Regions from separate parts of the Bombyx mori genome. Here region 2 is linked to region 1. A link is a contact called in public Hi-C data. All regions are on one chromosome and are shown on one strand. Each heading gives the region's core, a stretch centred on a gene start, on an enhancer-like site or on the middle of the called end of the contact. The rest is flanking DNA. Distances are from core to core; before and after follow the strand shown.

What was found. A called contact is a pair of places that touch in the nucleus more often than the background predicts.
Region 2: a contact with region 1 is called in a Hi-C map of middle silk gland, with 1.9 times the contacts expected there. The contact joins the promoter of LOC101740157 here to the enhancer-like site in region 1. A contact is called at or near these places in 2 of 7 Hi-C or Micro-C datasets (middle silk gland and whole pupa).

What each region holds. Positions count from the first base shown.
Region 1 is chr8:9,550,143-9,554,096 of ASM3026992v2, forward strand. All of the region lies in intron 1 of LOC101740157, which reads right to left. Among protein-coding and RNA genes, the nearest start is that of Mir2840, 4.1 kb to the right of the region's middle. Within about 2 kb of position 2,694, at least 2 of the 8 cell types and tissues checked have open chromatin away from gene starts, as enhancers often do.
Region 2 is chr8:9,598,620-9,602,595 of ASM3026992v2, forward strand. LOC101740157 reads right to left here and starts at 1,808. Exons shown (of 3, transcript XM_004932097.4): 1 at 1,377-1,808. The coding sequence starts at 1,434.

The DNA of each region.
Region 1 (3,954 bases), core at 1,444-3,943:
TTCGGTTCCACGTTTTAGATTTGAGTGGCATAGAATACAATTGAATTAAGTTCTTCGATGTTTTGTAGGGTTACGTAATGTTAAATTTAAATCAAATACGGTTGCAGCTAGAACTGAGACTTAAACCGAAGGTGGGTGGCCGCGGTCACGTAGTGTTGACTGCGGTAAACACGTAATATGAGGTGGGCCGCGGGTCTCATACGCTATACCACCTACGCTACATAACAAGTACATATTTATTTCTACCTAAGCTGGTAACTGGTAACTTTAAAGGGCTATGCCAGCGTAACCGGGCGAGTAGGTGAGCTCACGGCTCTAACCTGAAGACCAAAAAGTACAGCAGCAACAACGCATTGAACAATTAGTTTAGTATCAATTAAATTCGTATCAATCAATTAAATTGCAAACAATATATCTACTTCAACGATGAAGGTAAAATATGAAATGAATTACCCCAAAATATTTACGGTTTTTGGTGGTAGTACTCGTATCGTGAGCGGTGGCCGCATTGATAGAGGGTTTCTAAGCTAGCTATATAATCTAATGGAGAAAAAAGCCAAGAATTGATAAAAATGTGACACACGCCCAATGCTTTTCTCTTATGTAATCGGAAAACTTTCCACCTACCAAAAATCAAAAGTAATCTTGGCCAGCACTCTCCTGTCTATCGTATGACTTCCCTGGCAAATAGTATACGTGATGAAATTGACATATTTGTTTGCCATGCTTCTCTAGCCTCACTTAAAATAAATTTAAGTTCCGTGATCCACACCGAGCTGTAGACCAACCACATTTATTTTTATTTCTATAGAACATTAATTACCCTCTTTTAATTTTTTATTTTCATTGTTTTTTTTTTTTTGTAAGTTTGTATATGCAGTTTTTTGTTTTCTTTGTCTTAATTTAATATTAGTTAACGATATTTTTATCTTAAGCACAAACGCTCTTAAGCAAGATGTGTTCACACCCAAAAGGGTGAATTCTATAATGTATTATTTTATGTAAATAAGTTCAATGTTTATGTGTGCAGTTTTCATCTAGTTGTGTGAACCTAATAAAAAAAAAAATCAAAACAATCTAATTATGCCTTGATATCATATAATAACTTATAGAGCATGAAAAAAAAATGCACATACTCATATAATCATAAAATCATAAAAAAATATCATTAATAAAATTATATCGATTGCCTGCAGAACTCTGGAACTTTCCTTATTTTCATGTTTATCAAATAATCTATAAAGTAAAACGCTTATCTACTAAGGGGATAAAACGAAATGTATGACAAATATTTATTTAATTGCAGAATTCTGGAACATTCTTTATTTCATGCTTATCAAATAATCTATAAAGTAAAATGTTTATCTACTAAGGGGGATAAAGCGAAACGTATGGCAAATATTTATTTAATATAACTTCAAGATTTGTTCAAGATTTCTGTGGATAGTTCGACTAGAACCTAAATACAGCGTCCTGGCTTTTGGCTGAGCCTTTCCTGTCCTGGTGAAACTGGCCACCAGTAATCCTTAAATCATAAAAAAAACCAAATACCGTGAATGTAGGTTGTGAATAAACGAGAGTTGGTACAACAATACCGCTTATTTTGGCCGCAAAGCATTAATTTATTCATCAGGCATAGACAAAGCTGCATTTACGAAGCAAAACAATTTTTAAAATTCTTAGGAACAAGATAATTATTGTAAATTAGTGCGATATCTTATATTGTGGTTTCAAGAGTTATTAAAATAAAAAGACTTTGACCTCATGATTCAAGGTAGGCTGGGGCATCACGTATTATCCGATATATCTGACCATGCTGATAAAAAAAAACTATTGAATAACCAAATCTTGTATTACATTATTCCGAAACTATTATAACATCCAATAACTTATGATTTATTTCGGAGTTTTATTTTTCATTGAAAATTCAAAACTACGATTGTTTGCCAACACAAATGGGAATTGTTACATTTTTGTAATGCAAGCTTAATAAGATTTTACATGAATTTTGACGAATTTAGAAAATATTTACTTAAGAAATTTATAAATTACAGGGGGCATCTTCTGGAGTCTATTCATTTAAAAGTTGCATTGTTCAAGTCAAAGTTATTATTATACAGAAAAAAAAAACGAATCAGTATTTATAAATTGAATAAGGTGCACATGTTTTCTGCAGTTTATCAACAATGTTGTTTACAATAACTATTATTTGAGTATTTTAATGGATCAACTACTATTTCGTGCTTTATCATGTGTGTATTAGTCCTTCAGAATTGAACTATTGCATAAGTTTCGAACAATTAAAATGTATCTATTGTGAAGCGACTGTCTTGTTTGAATACTTTGTTCTTATGTCGTATTGTTTTTCTTAAAAGGGTTAATCTTCCTTTTGAAGAGAGCTGTGTCACACCGGTAGCTATTCGTTATCAAAGAAATAAAACGGATGCTTTAAAATCCACAAAATTGGTAACCTTGATAAAATTAAATAATGTTTTTGGTGTTCTTTATTATATCTTTATTATGGTCACGCAATATATGAAGCTTAGATGCAATTATCAGAAGTGGTGACTGATTTTTATTTTTAAAACTAAATACAGATAGAGGAGCCCTCTTTTGCGAACAATATTCTGTGGTCGTCGTCATTTCAATAAATTCATTTGACAGTGGGTTTTAGGCACCGTTGTAATCGTTAATGATTCACCCATGTATGCACCTTCCTTAAACTTTTTGCACCGAAACCGGACAAAACTGGCTTCGATCTTAAGGTGTGTCATAATATTCTTTTATAATCAATAAATTTTATCATGTGCCACTCAATACGGATGTTAAAAAATATCGATTCACAACTAACCTGTTTTTCTACTCCTTGACAAGAATAATTTACACCGGTCCGATTTCAAATATCACGGCACCAGAAAAAAAAAACACTCAAAACTTATCCAAGTTAATCACGAAACTTCAACTCGGTAGCTCGACTACTCTTCGAACTGTGACGTCAGGCAACAACTTAAATACTGTTTGTTATCAGTTGCATTGATAATGAGGAAAATAATAACGAACGAACGTCTGTTGCAGCGTACAGTCTACGTATGTATGGAGGTGTGTGGCGTGCCAGCACTAATATAACGCCATATGTTTGACGGCAGGCGGTATTGTCGAGGTGACGTATGCGAGACGCGAAACTCACGACTCTGTTGGAATACTAGAAATTATTTTCAACAAAGACATTTTAACTATAGTCATGTTTTCTTTAGCTATCAATATTATTCAAGATCGCAATAATTTTATCAGCAACTCAGTTGTTACTTCTTTGCAATAAGTTTTTTATTTATTGCTTAGATGGGTGGTTAAGTGGTTACTGGAGCCCATAGACATCTACAACGTTAATGCGCCAACCACCTCGAGATATAAGTTCTAAGGTCTCAGTATAGTTACAACGGCTGCCCCACCCTTCAAACCGAAACGCATTACTGCTTCACGGCAGAAATAGGCAGGGTGGTGGTACCCATCCGCGTGGACTCACAATAGGTCCTACCACCAGTAAAGTGCTTAAGGACAACCTAAATCAACGTCTTAATCTACAATTTATGTACTTTGTAAGCTACGTCATTAACAAGTAATTTCGAATGGTCTTTCCGTAAAATCGCTGCTGCCAATCGTCGTGAGGAAAATCTCGGTTACCGCGTATCTAACAGTTAATCTCTAAGAAGCCTGACGTATCGGAGATGCTTATCTTTTTTTGTTAAAAAAAAACCGCTGTTTCCCGAGAACGATGAGCAGAATACGCAGAAGTTTGTGCAATATTAATTGTGCTGTATGTAATGTATCATTGTAAACCTAGTTAGAATTTCCAAAAACATTAGTTTGCTTCTTTTTCGCTAACATGTTTTATTTGAATAGCATTGTAACAAATACTTTTAAAGTTCTAGAACACAATTTACATAATTTATAGTT
Region 2 (3,976 bases), core at 558-3,057, 48 kb after region 1:
AAAACTATCCCAGTTTAAGGTGTATAATTTATAAAGTATAACGATGTAAAATATATTTAATTGGTGTTCGATATCGACTGACAGCTTTTTGGAAAAACTTCGTGGTTGCCTGGCGAAGTCTCTACCGCTCCGCCCGCATGCATGCCCCTCCAAGACCCACGAGTAATTAATATATTTTATAAATTATCTTTGTGAGAAATTTCGTTCAAATCTGTTTTTACGTGATTGGGTAACAAACAACCTACACACATACAAACTTTCACATTTATGGAGTTTTAGCGTAGGTTTTAGGGGCAAGTTCATTTAGTCAACGTACCTTTAAATGTGTATTACATAACGAACACGAATATTAATGTGATAGTTTAATTACCAAAAACTTTTCAATTAAATAAATTCATTACATTATGATTAAATCCCTATTTTTTCTAGAAAATAGATTATTTAACGTGTTATTAAGAATCTTGTGGTACCTGACAATGAACTTTAAGAAAAGGAATAAAAGATTACTAGAAACGTCTCATTTCGCCTGATGGTTAGTGACACTAAATCCTGTTATCACGTGTTTGGGGTTCTATTTTTCCAAAATCTAATCCAAAAAATCGATATTTTTTTAAAACTATAATAATGCGTATCTCTTTGTTTAAGGTATTCGGTATGCAGGGATTTGTACTTGATACTTGATATTTGTTATTCTGGTAACCCGAACATAAAAGAAAACCTTAGCTCGAGTTTAACTAATGTGGATCGTTTTTTTTTTTTTACTGGTCATTCGTATCGATATTAATATCATAATAATATGTGCTCAGACCAGTACCTAATAAGCTCTTGAAGACTCGTTGACAACGTTAATGGAAAACGTCACAAAAATTTATTTGCGATACAAAAAAAAAAAAACGTTTTACCTATAAATTTTCGGATTCGTTTACGTTTCGATAAGTAGTAAAAACCTACGGTATATAATAGAAATTGGTACTATTTATTCAGTTGCATGCAACCTATTTTTTAAATTGGCTTCAAATCAATGTATTGAAAGCAAACCACATCCAGGCTCCATTTCGGGTTTTTTTATTTTTTAGATCCATAGTTTGTACTGCACTACGGATCATTTAGCACACATGTTAATAAATTATAATGATTTTATCACGATCGCTTCAAGCAACACAGGTTTTGTTGAATGTTAGTAGTAATAATATATTCTTAAAACATAACGTTTTACGCACAAATCATCTTATTAACTGTCTCTTGTGCTAATTAATACTTTAAGCTTCGAATCAAAATCGTTCAGATGTCAAATAATGGGAAAATTAATACAATTTATGACAACGTAACCTATTATAATGTAAATTTTGCAATTTGAATATAACGTTTATTCTTACCTTCGTCATCTTTTCCTCCTACGCCGAGCACGAAGGCACTTCTCAAGAGGTGACCCATTCTTCAAAATTAGCTTACTATGCTGAATTTGTGCAAATCTCAAGCGTACTCCTCTAATAATTGAATAATACTTTCTACATCTAAATACAACAGAATTTTTTTTATATAATATAATAAAAACAAAAATCTACGATCACTAAAAAGTTACATAGGATAAAGATATAAAAAATTGAACCATCGATAAAATTTACCGCCCGAGTCGGTATATAAGGCAAAGCGGCTACATCTCTGCTGCAAATTGTTAAAGAATTGCGCTTTCGTAATCGGAGAAAGCTAACGGATGTAGTTTGTGTCGTTACCGCTCTAAGAATGATATGAACCGTGCGCTAACCGAAATTATAGGTAGCGTTTGAAACACGAACAGAGGAGGTAATAGAGATAAGATAAAATAACTTAAAAATATATAATAATATGTGGCAACAATTTGCTGTTCAACGCTTCCTGACAGAATACCTTTACGAAACATAATAAGCTTGAACATTTGTATAAGGTTCAAGCAATGGAAAAAAATCTTATTTTCCGTCTTTTATTTTCAGTAAATGATTCTGAGCCCACGGTAATAAACATATTTTATTTAATTGATAGATATAAACCCACGGTCCACCTGTTATTACCAGTAAAATAGATAAACAGATTTAAATCTATCTCATTTTAAGAGTAAGCATTAACCTTTTAGAACAGCATCCGAATGAATAAATTCATATTACAATGTTAATTCAATCGATCAAAATGACTATTAATAAAAAATAAAAATAAATAAAAATAATCGCATCAAGATACTCCATTGCATTTTTATTCTGTGTAACCTAATGTTGACATAATCAAGGGTAAAGTGAGCTATCAGTCGTTGCGTGTGCGCAGAGAAGACGCGCGTGCAAATACGTTGTTATGATCTGCGATCGATCATCATTATACATGATCGCATGTATGTATTTTTATCGATATTTATATCTCTAAATTGAGATACAAAATAAAAACAACTCCTTTGTTCTTGTCACAAGGTTTCACAGTATTTCACAGCCTCTTAATATTGACTAATGTTCCTAAGACGCGGAAAACCTTTAAGTAGATAGGAATCATGTCTGAGGAGTAATATGTGATGTATATAATGTAGGAGTAATGTATTTTATACATAAAGCGATTTATAGATATATGAGGAGGATGAACAAGCTCACTGGTTACCTGGTGTTTAGAGCTTACAGGAAGTTCATAGATATCACTTTTTTTTTATTGCTTAGTTGGGTGGACGAGCTCACAGCCCACCTGGTGTTAAGTGGTTACTGGAGCCCATAGACTCTACAATGTAAATGCGCCACCCACCTTGAGATATAAGTTCTAAGGTCTCAAGTGTAGTTACAACGGCTGCCCCACCCTTCAAACCGAAACGCATTACTGCTTCGCGGCAGAAATAGGCAGGGTAGGCCTAGGGTACGCCACGTACATAGGTACGGTACGGTACGGTATGGACTCTCAAGAGGTCCTACCACCAGTAAGACAATGTGAATACTCTCACACATCTATGACACGACGTCGACATGAGATCGATATCTCGATACGAGTACACCAATCGTCCTATCTTTTAGGCAAGGATGACTTCAAAATTAGGTACATTGATAAAGTTCCTGTTTATGTATAAAAGTGAAAAATTTCCAGTACATGTCCTATAAATTTTATTGAAAAATATGAATTAAAAATAGTATAAAAAATAAGCCTTAATTACACAACCTTCTATGGCATGTAGGTATCTTCTACATCAATCTACCCGATAAATGTGTTTGCAATGTTATATAAAAGGACGTACGATAAACGATGGAAAATATTTATTTTCTTTGTTGTTGATTGCAAAATATTCATGTCTTCATAATGTACTATGGGTCGTAGAACTTAGATTACCTTCGATTACAGTTGCCGTGGTCTACGTTAGTAACCCCTTATCAGCTTTAACAGAATTGTAGCTATTTAGATAATTTCCGTTGTAAAATTTACAGTTTACAATACCTAAGCGTATGGTACTTAAAATTTGTCGATCCAATAAATAGCTTGTCTTTACTGGCTTAGTTATGGCGTTATAACTTATTTGTAAGTATTTAATTGTAATGTATAAGCATTGGGTTATTTGTAATAAATAAAAAACGTATTGGGTAAATAAATAGATTACGTGTACATAGTATTTATTGTGTGAAACTCAATGAGTAGAAATGTTCAAAGAAAAACGAGCAAGGCGCTTCTTAAATATTTATTTCAATCACATAATATTCAATTTATGCTCTACCAAATTGCGACGCTTCCAAATTTTCTGCGTAGATAGATATTTATCGTTTCATAAATGAGGATAGCAACGTTAAACCGAGTGTGAAATTATGGCAGGCGCTTTAAGGCGACGGCGTTGCCTGTCAAATTTGGGTCAATTTTCGAAACCTGCGGGATCCCTTAGGTCGATGCCCTTCCTTGATCTATAAATATCTGTCATTATTATGACATGACTGACTTATGGAAAACAGTGAAGAGTGTATAAAATAAAAAGTGCAATCTGTATAATCTA